Linked DNA regions of Rattus norvegicus: region 1 is linked to region 2. A link is a contact called in public Hi-C data. All regions are on one chromosome and are shown on one strand. Each heading gives the region's core, a stretch centred on a gene start, on an enhancer-like site or on the middle of the called end of the contact. The rest is flanking DNA. Distances are from core to core; before and after follow the strand shown.

Region 1 (5,955 bases), core at 3,096-5,595, 220 kb before region 2:
TCTTGGCCTGAGTTCAAACGTTCCTTGGGCACAAAAGCTGAAAAATAGAGCAGCATATGGTAACCTAAGTTCGGTCAGAGGCTCACAGAGTTGTGGTGGCTGGCAGGAAACCTCATTGCCTGTTATGACCCACATCCTGCCTCCCTTATGGAACAATAGTTTGCTGAACAGTTGTGTTGGTCAGTGTATGGCCAGGGATGACAGATGTTCTACACACTGGCTTATGTGTACACCAAACACAGTAGCTGGTACACCACAGGTGCTCATTAAACATCTGTTGAATGATGGGCATCATTGTCACCTAGGGGGACCTATAAAACCCGGGCCTACTTCAGATCTACTAAGTGACAGAGCCCAGGTGACCACCATGTCCTCAAGAGTCTGGGAAACACAGCTGCAGTGTCTGAATAGATCATTCCCCTGTTATCAGACAGAGACATGCTGATGTTGTCCCTCTGAGGCTTTGTGGGTAGAGAGTAAAATATTCAAGTCCCATTGTGTAGATTCCAGATCTGAGGAGCCTGGGGTGCTCTGGGCATTGGGCTGGGTTGGGTAGGCACCACACTCACTTTCACTATGTTCAAGGGAGGCAAGGCCAATAAAAAGGCTTAGGAGGAAAGAGGTGGAGTCACATGGAGTCCAAGTCTGGCAACGTTATTGCCCCTCCCGTGAAAGTTATAAACGAAGAAATGTGCCTCTGCTCTGGCTTCCTCTGGGTAGCCGGCTGCTTCTTATTCCCTTCAAGGGGGCTATGGCTTGGACCTGGTATATGCCTAGGCTTGGCCTAAGCTGGACCTCTAGGACTTGGGCTGCAGCTAGTCACTTTAACCCCTTCTGCAGTGAGTACTGAGGATTTAGCCTAGAACCCAGAGTGTGCCAGGCGAACGTTCCACCACTGAACCAGATCTCCAGCTTTAACTGCTTTTAAGCTTGTTTGAGATGTACTAATGGATAGCGTGATTCATCCCATTGAGGGTTGTTGAGGGATTAGCGGCATCACGGCTCAGAAGCACAGAAAAAGCGGGAGGCTTGGTCTGATAGAAGCTGGCAGTACATTTGGGTCAGGGGACTCCGCACAGCTTCCCCAGTGGCCTTTTCATTGACTAGAAGACCAGCAAACAGCAGGAGATGCTCTGCCACCTTCCGTCTCTTGAGAAGTTTTGTTTTTTTGAGAGAAGGACTCGCTAGGTAACCTAGGGTGGCCTCAAACTTGCACTGAGGTCCCTCCTGCCCCAGCCTCTGAGCGCTGGGCTACAGGTATGAATTATCACACGAAGCACTTGAGGGCTCTCTCAAGGAAGAACTCCACACTCCCACAAGGAGGCCCCTGATGTGATTGCTGCTCATGAAGGTGCAGGCTCGACTCAGGTGGGGAAGGAGCACCTCAAATGACTTGTCAGCTCCAACCTAATCAGAGGATCAGTGATAAAGTCCTCTAGGCTGGGCAGCCAGTAGTATTTCTAACACCACCACCAGAGTTTTCAAAACAAACAGATCCTCTGAACAGTGCAGTCATCCTGCAAGGCCATGGCCAGAGACGGCTGGCTGGGGAGGGGATCCAGTATATCCCTTGGACTATAACAGGAACAACACCAAAGGGCCAAGCCAAATGGGGACCATCCCAAAGGAATCCAAGTTGATCCAGCAGCAGCAGCAGCCTTAGGAACATTCAAATCCTTGGTGAGAATGAGGAGGGTAACAACGGGGATGGGTGCTTCCTGTCTGCTGGACCAGAGCCAAGCAATTTATTTTGAACACATTGTTTCATTGGACCCTATGTGGAATAATACCGCCGCTGTCCCCATTTTGAGGTTCAGAGAGGTTAAGCAAGTGATGCTTTTACCTTTTTGTCATTGTTGTTGTTTTGATTCTGTAAGACAAAGGTCTCATGCAGCCTAGGCTGGGCTCAAACATGCTGGGTAGCCAAAGATGACCTTGAATGTCAGATCTTCCTGTCTCTACCTCCCCACTGATGAGATTTCAATACATGACACAATTCCAAATTTTATCCCATTTTATGCATGATGGGCACAATGTTCCCAGCCTTATTATTATTATTATTATTATTATTATTATTATTATTATTATTTTATTATTAATTATTGACAGCATCTCATGTAATCCAGACTGGCCTATAGCTCCTTATGTATATAGTACACTATAGTTATCTTCAGACACACCAGAAGAGGGCATCAGATCTCATTACAGATGGTTGTGAGCCACCATGTGGTTGCTGGGATTTGAACTCAGGACCTCTGGAAGAGCAGTCAGTGCTCCTAACCACTGAACCATCTCTCCAGCCCCTATAGCTCCTTATATAGCCAAGGATGACCTTGGCCTCCTAACCCTCCTCCCTCCATGTCTCAAGTGTTAGGATTACAGCCTGCATCATCACGCCAGCAGACTCTTCTTTTAGGTAATAGTAGCACGCAGTTAAGTTGGCATTAGGATTCAGACCTGAATGGAGCACAATGTTTGTTTAAGTGTTGGAGGGAAGGTATTTTCTACTCCTACAAGGGTATTTTCTCCTCCAGGAGCTTAGCACTCCCCCTAAGGTCAGGCCCTGTGCCAAGCACTTTACATATTTTATCTCTTTATCTTCATAACCTCATTGTGAGTAAGTGATTTTACTATCGACATTTCTACAGATGTGAAAGTGAAGGCCTGAGACTGGGCGACTTGCTGGGGTTCAAAACCAGGCAGTCACATTACTGAGCTGCCCAGTGCTGGAACAAGAGCCAGTGTGGGCTGGACCAGAACCCAGGACTCCTCGGAGGCTAGCTGTACATTCTCTCTGTTGGCAGCACTGTTCCTTAAAAGCGTGCTGGCCTGAAGCCCAAAGAGTGAAATCACACCCTGCGGTTCTGGGAACCTCAGACTGGAGAAGAAGGAAGCTGCTTCTGTGAGGCTCAAGTCTGAGCAGGTGTGCTGGGACTGTTTCCTCTTCTTGCTGGAAGGAGCCTGCTCGCCCTGGCAGGGTGGGGCAGCCCTTGTCAGTACCCTGTGGGAGCAGGGCGGGAGGCAGGTGTGCCCAATAAACAGGTCTGAGTCTTCCTGCCTTCCAGCCTTTATTCAGCTCCAGTACACCCCCAACCTCCCGCCCTACCTACCCCCCAACCCCCGCCCCGTGCACACACCTAGATGCCTGCCTGGCAAGCAGGGAAGTGATGAGAGTTCAAGGTTGGAGTCAGAAGGCTTGCTTCCTGGCTCTGGTTCAGGCCTCTCCTGGTGTGCACTCCTGACCTTCAGCTCCCTCATGTGTGTAGTGGTGGTGGTAGTGGCGGGGAGGCAAAACCTTCCAGCCTTTTCAGTTAACACACTATTTATTAACCGCCTCCGGTAAGCTGGAGAAATAGCCAAAGCGAAGTTTAAGCCGGGTTTCATGCATCTTAGACTCTAGCAAGGACAGACTGACTCAGATCAAGTCTTCATTGAATCGAAGGTACTAGGGCGGCTGAAACACTTCTAAGGGAAGGGTAGCATAGGCTTGAGGTAGGAGAGCAACAAATGGCACTCACAAGGTTGGTGGGTAAGGATGCCCTAAAGATGCCATTCTTTGGAGAATAGCTGATTGGCATGGCAGCTCCTTTTCAGAAGGCTCACACTAAGAAAGCGGAGAAGACCAATGGGCCCTGGAGGCTGACAGAAGCTTAGCCAATTCTAGACACTGGGCTACAGTAAAAGACATGATTGAAAATTTTTTTCAACGGGGGTTATTGGCTGGGCCTGGGGGAGAGAGATGTTAGGCTTAATAGGAAATGGGGGGGTTGCTTCAAAGAAAACAGGAATGCCACCCTCTCTGAGAAGCCTTCTCTGATTTCTCCGCCGCCTTTGACCTGTGCGAGTCTCCCTCCCTCTCTGGCCTTGCAGTCTGGGTAGAGAGAGAACTTAGGCCTCCGAAGATATCTCTTTTGCTGTTGCGGAGTACTGCGGCTTCAAACGCGGTTCTAAGCCTCCTGGAGCCTCAGTTTCCCCAGCTGTGTAGAAGCAGGTTGTCTGGCAAGGGCCCGCCCAGCGCTAACGCAACGTGATTCGCTCTAGCAGTAAGGAGGGGGTGCCCGCATTGCTGCGCAGGCACCAGGCTGCTGGCCCGGGCACCGCCACCTGGCTGCCGGCGCTTTTTTTCCCTGCGGGGGGCTGCGAGACCTGGTCGCCGCGCCAGACTCTGAGCAGGAAAAGCGGGGGTGCGACCCCAGGCTCTCGCGGCCCCGCCCCCGCAGCCAGCCCGCCTGCCGCAGCCGGGGGCCCGAGCTCCGCCCTCCACCCGCCCGCCCGGCTGCCTCCTCCCTCCTCCTCGCTCGCTGGCTCGCTCGCTCGCTCCCTCCCCCGGGCGGGCTCGGCGCTGACTCCGCCGCACGCTGCAGCCGCGGCTGGAAGATGGCGGGGAACGACTGCGGCGCGCTGCTGGATGAAGAGCTCTCGTCCTTCTTCCTCAACTATCTCTCTGACACGCAGGTACTGCCAGCTGGGAACGCAGGCCAGGGACTAGGGTGCAGAGCCGCGGGGCTGCAGCCGCAGCTGCAGAGGAAGGAGTGCAGCGGTGGGCGCACCGGGGCGATCGGGGGGTTCAGGCTGCAGAGCCCCCCCTTCCACGTGCCTTGCCCTGCGCTCCGTTACAGTCGTAGCAAGCTGCAGGTCGCCGGCGCATGCTGTAGCATTGGGGGATACAGCTAGGGCCACCTAGAGTCTACTGTCCCCCACCGGCAAAGTTGAGGGGTACTACGATTCCTCTGGCAGGTAGAATCCAGCCAGGGTCGGGGGATCCCTAAAGGCTGGCTCTGGGTTTTGTAGGCGCGTCCTCGGCGCCCGGCACTTGCTGCCGTACTTTCACGTGCACTTGTGGCGGGGCTAAGGGAGATGATCGATAGCCCTGGAGTCCCCTCGTTCTCCAGCATCGGGTACCCCGTAGCCCCCCACCTGCTCTGGCAGCGCAGAGTTTCCTGTCAGTTGCTGGCTAGGGGGATAGGGGTCGGCGGGGCACGTGGACATGCGGGCGGAGATTGCGTCTTCCAGCTCTCACTATCCGGAGGAGACCCGCTAGGAAAGAGCAAGGCAGGATCCGGGCGGAAGGACTATCTCGGGGGTGCCTGGGTCCCCCTGCGGCGCGCGGCCCCGGCGCGCGCTCCACGATGCAGGGGGAAGGGAAGGTGAGGCGGCGTCCCGGGCTCTGGCTGAGACTGGGAGCCTCACCGGCTACAAGCGCATGACAGGAGTGTGCCCTGGTGTATGGGAGGGAGGACGAGGAAGCTGCGGTCTTGGAGACTAAAATGGGGGTTTGCTGCTGGGACAAGCAGTTGCGGGGAAATGTGTGCACGCGGCGTGGGGGCCCCCACCTCTTCCTCGGTTTCCCCCAGCCCATGCCTGTTGCAAGCCTAAAGTTTGGCTCCCGAGTTAGGGCTTTTACTCCTGGCTCCTGGCTGTGTGTCCCCGAGAGGCTGGGAATGCGACAGAGCCTGGGAGGAGACCCCGGATGAGGGGACACGCCTGGGTACGAAGAGGGGCTGCAAGGCGGAAACCCGCGGGACTCGCGGGGACCGGCTGAGTACCTGGTGTGGAAGCGTTTGTGCCGGCCCGTTTTGCATAACACTGGGAGGGAGGGGAAGGGGGGGCGGGAGGTGGGAGGAGAGAGGGAAACTTTGCTTCTGGTTAGAATCTACCAGTCTTTGGGCGGTAGCAGCTGTCATGGGACCGGGTGGGCGGGGAGAGGCTTGCAAGCTGACTCCTTGCAGTGAGACGCGACTTGGAATGGGGACGCCACGGCCGAGACGTTCTGCTCCGGGAAGACTCCTGGTAGCGACTTCAGGCTGGCGACTAGGACAGGCGTCGTGGCGGGGTGTCGCCGAGAGGAAGCCCGCCACGCGCGGGAGACGGCGGTCCGTAGCTCTATACAAACGCCGTGGCGTCCGGGAGCCGCGGGGCCGCGTGGTGTGTGGCTGGCGCGCTCGGGTGGGTTCA
Region 2 (6,171 bases), core at 3,402-5,901:
TACTAAGAATATTTTCTCTGTATGGGAAAACACATAAATCTGATTATAAGTTTAAACAGTCTTAACTGGAGGAGAACCAGTTTTAGTAAGTGGCGCCTGTGTGCTATTTCTAGGGTGTGAGTTATACTACGATCAGTGGCTGTAAGACAGCAGTACGGTTTGAGGGCAGATGCCTGACTTGAATCCTTTCCAAGTATGGAAGTGTCTTGTGAGGACAGCACTTGTCGGTGAACAGGACCCAGTGCTCCCCTGCTTCACCCTGGTCTCTGTTTGCACCAGCCACCCACTAATCAGGTCCTGTGTCATCCATGCCAGTGGCTGGCTCAGAAATCACAGGTGGGATAAACATTCTTCAGTACTGTAGGCTGGCTGCCTCCCTAACAATGCTTCTCTGTTGTCTGTCCTAGACAGTACTGCAACAAAATGCGGTCAAGCTTGGCTTTGCTTCCTTGCCCTCTTTTCAACAGTCCCCTGTCCGAGTTAGGGTTTCCTTTGCTGTGATAAAACACCAGTATCAATTTGGGGCGGGAAGAGAAGTCATCCCAGGAAGTCAAAGGCAGGAACTCCAGGTAAGAAGTGATAAAAGGCCATGAAGGTGTGTGCGCCCATGACCTTTACACCTCAGTGCCACCTGCCCAGGGTTGGCACCATCTCCATGGGCTGTGCCCTCCCACATCAGTCATTAATCAGGAAGATACCCACAGACTTGCCTACAGGCCCATACTTATGGAGACTTCTTTTTTTCCAATTAAGGTTCCCTCTTCTCAGATATATCTAGGTTTGAGTCAAATGGACTAAAACCATCCAGCACAGTCCCCTTCAGAAGTGTGTACGAGGGAAGCAATGAGAAAAAAGCCAATTCCTGCCTTAGCAGCATTAAGGATGTCTTCTGGTGTATAGTCAGCAAGCATTCCACTCATTAACCTTATCTATTCACTAGCATTATTAGCATATATTATAGCATATTATATTATAGCATGTTCACTAGCATCTGCATTTCTGCAGACATCTTTCAAAGCAGTTCCACAGAGATCTATGAATCTGTTCAGTCCACCTACACTTGCTTGAAAATTGTCATAGCCAAGCATTGTTGGCCAAGGTGAATGCCTTTTTTTCTGACTAACAGAGCTGGGATGAGAATGTTTTGGTGTGAATTTCTTGAAACCATGCAAATAGAGCCTACTACTGCCACCAGAGACATGATTCCTCTTCCTTTTCTCTAGGGTCCCACAAATGCCTCTGGCACCATTTTTTTAAATTTGGCAGTTATTTAAGAAAGATAGAGTAGCAGTGATGCCTCTAGCTTTCACAACTTTCCTTTTCTCCTCCTAGGAGAACTGCCAAAGTTTCTGGTTCCCCTTCCTCACCATTTCTAGAGGAGGAGGGGTGGGCCACAACTAAGGGGGCTGTGTCTGTTCCTCCTCTCAGCTGGTTTTGCCACAGGTGTGGAAAACTAAGAAACCTAAATGAGGTTTTAGATTGTTAACATTTCTAGAAGGAAAAAAAATCAGGAAAAGACAGGATTCCTGACACTGACTTTTGTCTATATTAGACTACCAGCAGACTCAGAAACATTCAAAACAGAAAGGATCTTGAAGAAAATCTATTTGCTCAAGCGTTCCAAGCCTGTTTGCGTAGGCTGCTATGACAATACACTGAAATAGGTTGCAAAAGCTTGAAACTAGCAGCCGTGGTGGTTTGAACATGTTTGGCCCAGGAAGTGGCACTGTTAGGAGGTGTGGCCTTACTGGAGGAAGTGTGTCACTGTGGGGGTGGGGCTTTGAGGTCTCATATAAATACTTAAGTCTGGCCAGTGTGATCCAGACTCAGCTCCATCTGCTGCCTCTGGATGAAGATGTAGAACTCTCAGCTACTCTCAGCTCCCACTCCAGCACCATGCCTATTTGCACTCTGCCATGCTTCCTGCAGTGATGATAACGTCTGAACCGCTGGAAATGTAAGCCTGCCCCAACTAAATGTTTGCCTTCACACTGTATAAATTTGAGGAGCCTTGTTTTATAGATAAAGAAATAAGCCAGAGGAAGAGACTAGTTCAGAGCCACAAAGATTTCTTAACTCAGATCACTGATCCTTCTGGCATGCCATTGCCCTGCTCAAAACTCAGCTAAGGGTTGGGGATTTAGCTCAGTGGTAGAGCGCTTGCCTAGCAAACGCAAGGCCCTGGGTTCGGTCCTCAGCTCCAAAAAAAAAAAAAAAAAAAAAACAGAAAAAACTCAGCTAAAATGAGAACTTCGAATTCTCTCACCATCTATCTGGAAAGGATTTCCACTGTGGGAGGATGTTTTGGGTGTCACACATTCACTTAATGAACGTTTATAGGTTCTGAGCAGTAAGGATAAAGTGATAAACAATGGAGTTGAGTTATACACCCCAGGGAATATAAAATGGAGGGAATTTATCTGTTAATTAACAGATAAATAGGCAATCACAGAGTGTAGTAAGTGCTATGAAGAAAGTTAAGATGATGGGAAGTACTTCATACGATTAATAGAGCTTCCTTGTAGCAGGATGAATGTAAACACTCCAAATTGTTAGGTCCAAAGGAAACTCCCATTTCCAAAACTCAAAATGCAGTCCAGAGATCCAGAAATGGGCTCAATCTGTACTTTAGGAGGGTTTCTGGTAGAAAGATAAAAGCCAGCATTTCTCAGGAACTTGTGAAGCCAGTCTCTTCCTACCAAAAAAAAAAAAAAAAAAAGAAAGCCTTCTCTCTTATCACTAGCAGAGGGGACAAATGGCTACCTGTGGTGCCTATTAGCATATTAAAGCTGATGCTGGCCTTCAGGCTCCCTCAGTGTCACAAACGCTTGTTAACATTTCAAAATCCTGCTAAACCTCTCACCTCTTCCCTTGCTTCCTAAACTCCCTCCAACTTAAGGGCTTCCCTACTCCCAGGTACTCATTCTCCTTATAACCCTGCTAGTTTTGCAGGAGTCTCTCTCTCTCTCTCTCTCTCTCTCTCTCTCTCTCTCTCTCTCTCCTCTCTTTCTCCCTTCCTCCCTCTGCCTCTGCGTGTGTGTGTGTGTGTGTGTGTGTATGTGTGTGTGTGTGTGTGTGTGTGTGTGTGTGTGTGTGTATTCTGCTCCTGCTTTTGTATAAACTGACAACATAATCAGCACTCTGTTGAGGAGAAGGCTTTTATTGTAGTAATAAGAAAGAGAAGCGCCAGAGGCATCTTGAAGAGTCCAGAGCAGAAAGGAAGTAGTAGACTGAACTTGACCATCAGATTAGACCAGGCCCATGAGAGACTAGGGGGCAGAGTAGAGAGATTGGAGGGAGGGAGAGCAAGCACATTGAAAATAGCAGGGCTATAAGGAGGAGTAAAGGGAGTAGGGAGCCTCTGAGTTGGAGGGGGTTTAGGGTAAGGGAGGAGGTGATAAGAATTAGGAGGCTGGAGGGATGGTTCAGATGGTTCACTGACTGCACTTCCAGAGGTCCTGAGTTCAATTCCCAGCAACTACATGGTAGTTTACAACCATCTGTAATGGGATCAGATGCCCTCTTCTGGTGTTTCTGAAGGCAGTGACATCCTACTCATATTAAAATTTTTTTTTTAAAGTTAAGAGGCTAGCACTGACTGAAACGATTAGCGGGTACTTGTGATACTGTGCTTTAGTACCCTAAACGGCAGGCATCCTTTGCCTTTTGGAATTTGGGGAAATGGAGCTTCCTTTGGACCTGACGCTTCTTTCACCCAGATCCAGTCTATCTCTTTCTCTGCTCTGAATGTTCTCCCTCATATCTACAATAAAACCCCTCTGCGTAGGAATGGGTCATGTTGTCAGTGTATACATGAATGTTAGAACTTGTTTTGAAAACTACTGATACTGAGAGGAGACATGAGAAGATGAAGAGACAAGTATCTTTTGTCTTGATCAAATCATTATGTTTAGGGGGATTGTCGTGGAGATTGAACCCAAGGCTAAATACATGCTAGGGAAGCCCTCTACCACTGATCTACATTACCGGGCCCAAAGACAAGACACCAGATTAGATTTAGCCTTGCAAAAAGATCAATCTGCTGTGTTAGCTGCAGAGACCAGAGTGGAGGTAGAACTGCATGAGGTCAGGCAGATGATGGTAGATCGAGAAGATGGTGACCGTGGTAGGTGGGTATGGGAAAGACTGGCACTAAATTTGCAAGCGGTTTTGCAGAAACTTGTTTAAATGTGGCACAATCTATTATGTTAATCCAGTCCAGTCCTACGTTCCCAGAGCTCTACATTCCAGAAAGTCACTATTGTGACTGCTCACTGGAGTGAGGAGGGAAGTATGGTGCATCACTAAATATCAACCTCAAGCTGAAGGAAAGAGAAAGATCTGAAAGGTGAGGTCGAGCTCAGCCTAGCTCCGCCCCTGTTACCTGATTGTCCGGCCCGGCCCTGGCCCAAGTGGCCTCCTACTTTCGCACCGCAGCCCCAGCTTCCGGCTCTGGGAAGTTTGGCCGGAAGCAGTCCGCCTTAACGACCCCCCCCCCCCACTCCCGCCGCCCCTTCCAGCTCCTAAACCTCCAATGGGTTCCAACAGAGGACCCGTCGGTTGCGCTTGCGCGAGGGTCGCACGCAATCACGCGCGCCGGCCGCTTCCGGTGCGCCGCGAGGGCCGCCGGGACGGGTCTCCCTGGCGATCAGTGGTGTGCTGTCGCCGCTGCCACCAGCGCGCCGGTGCCGCGTAGACTCGTGTGCCCTTGCTACCTAACTCGGGCTTCCCGGGGCCTGACCCCCGGGGCCCTCGGCAGGCGTCGGCCGAGCCTGTTCGCGAACCTTCGGTCCTCCACTCGCCCTTCACGACCCCGCAGCGCGACTCGGACAGGGAGCGAGAGGGACTGTGGCGACTCCGCGCCTTGTGTCGCCGGGCGGGGCCGCGGGGCCGGGGCTCCTCCAGCCCCCGGGATGCGTGCGCGAGCTCTCGCCTCCACTTTCTCTTTACCACTGTCACGCTTGGAGCCGCCTCTCGCCTACAGCGGGGAGCGCGAGTGCACCGATCAGCACCCCTGTCGAGCCCCGGTGCCGGGTACCCCCGGGAATGTGAGCCGTGAGGCTCGCAAGCTCCTCCGGGTAAGTCCGGCCCTCTAGGCTCAAACCGCCTGGCCGAGGTGCACAGGCACCTGAGTGTGGGGTGCTGCGGCTACCTCTCCAGCTTCTGTTTGTCCCGTGCCACGCGGAGAACCATTCCCTTTAGTCTCTGTCTTAGGGACAGCCCAGAGAGGGGAAGAAGAAGGTAGTCCGTGGCTGAGATGAAGGTAGAAACCATCATCTGAGGTTGCACGGAAGGTTTGGTAGGGTGAAGTGTCTCATCCCAGGCGTGGCCCTTCTATTCTACAGATGAGAAAAATATTTAAAGAGGGAAAGTAACCCGTTTAAGGCCGTATAGGGATCTGTAATAGTGCTATTCAACGGTGGGACCTAAATTAGGAGTCAGACCTTATGTCCTCAAAAGGGCCCTCTTCTCTTTAATTTTCTTGTTTTGGTGTTTGAGACAGGGTCTCATGCATCCCAGGCTGGCCTCAAACTCACTATCGTAGGTGAGGTTAACTTTCAACTGATTTCTGTCCAGCTTCCATCTCTTAAGTCCTAGAACTGTAGGCAGTCCCCACCACACCCAACTCACAGAGCTGTTTTTAACCTTCATGTTTTTCTGTAACTCTTTGCTTCGCTGTACGAGGCGGGTTCTGAACACAAACTTGGACCCAGATGTAGGGCACTGTAGTCGAACAAGATAGGCTAGTTGTGGCTGCTAAAACATGATGTTCTGTTCTTTACAGACGCACTGCTTTCTTCACAAGGCTTTTAAGGGCCAGGATATCAGTTATATATAGGGCAAAACGGTTGAGCCTCATATGTTCTTGGTGTGCAGCTGCCCTTACCAATTTGCCTGTTACTTACAGAGCCACAGTGTAGACTGTCTCCTTGGGTTTCACTAGGACTGTTGGGAAGCAGATTGGCAGATTGTTTTTTAGTTTTTCTCTCTTTTTTTTCTTTGTAAGGTTTTAGGGAAGAATTTCAGAAGAGAAGTTAACTTTGCGCCGACACAACTATAAAATGCCTAAGGAATATATGTTCTTAACTTGGTGTATATCTTTAAGATGAGGACTGGAAAGATGGCTCAGCAATTAAGACCATTGACTGCTCTTCTAGAGGTCCCTGACTC

What was found. Hi-C and Micro-C count contacts between places; a contact is called where the count stands out from the background.
Region 1: a Hi-C map of frontal cortex shows a contact between it and region 2, with 2.3 times the contacts expected there. The contact joins the promoter of Ppargc1b here to the promoter of Hmgxb3 in region 2. A contact is called at or near these places in 3 of 12 Hi-C or Micro-C datasets (frontal cortex, hepatocytes and mammary epithelial cells).

What each region holds. Positions count from the first base shown.
Region 1 is chr18:57,129,856-57,135,810 of GRCr8, reverse strand. It overlaps Ppargc1b (PPARG coactivator 1 beta), which reads left to right and starts at 4,345. Exons shown (of 12, transcript NM_176075.3): 1 at 4,345-4,455. The coding sequence starts at 4,378.
Region 2 is chr18:56,906,899-56,913,069 of GRCr8, reverse strand. Hmgxb3 (HMG-box containing 3) reads left to right here and starts at 4,651. Exons shown (of 20, transcript NM_001427262.1): 1 at 4,651-5,078.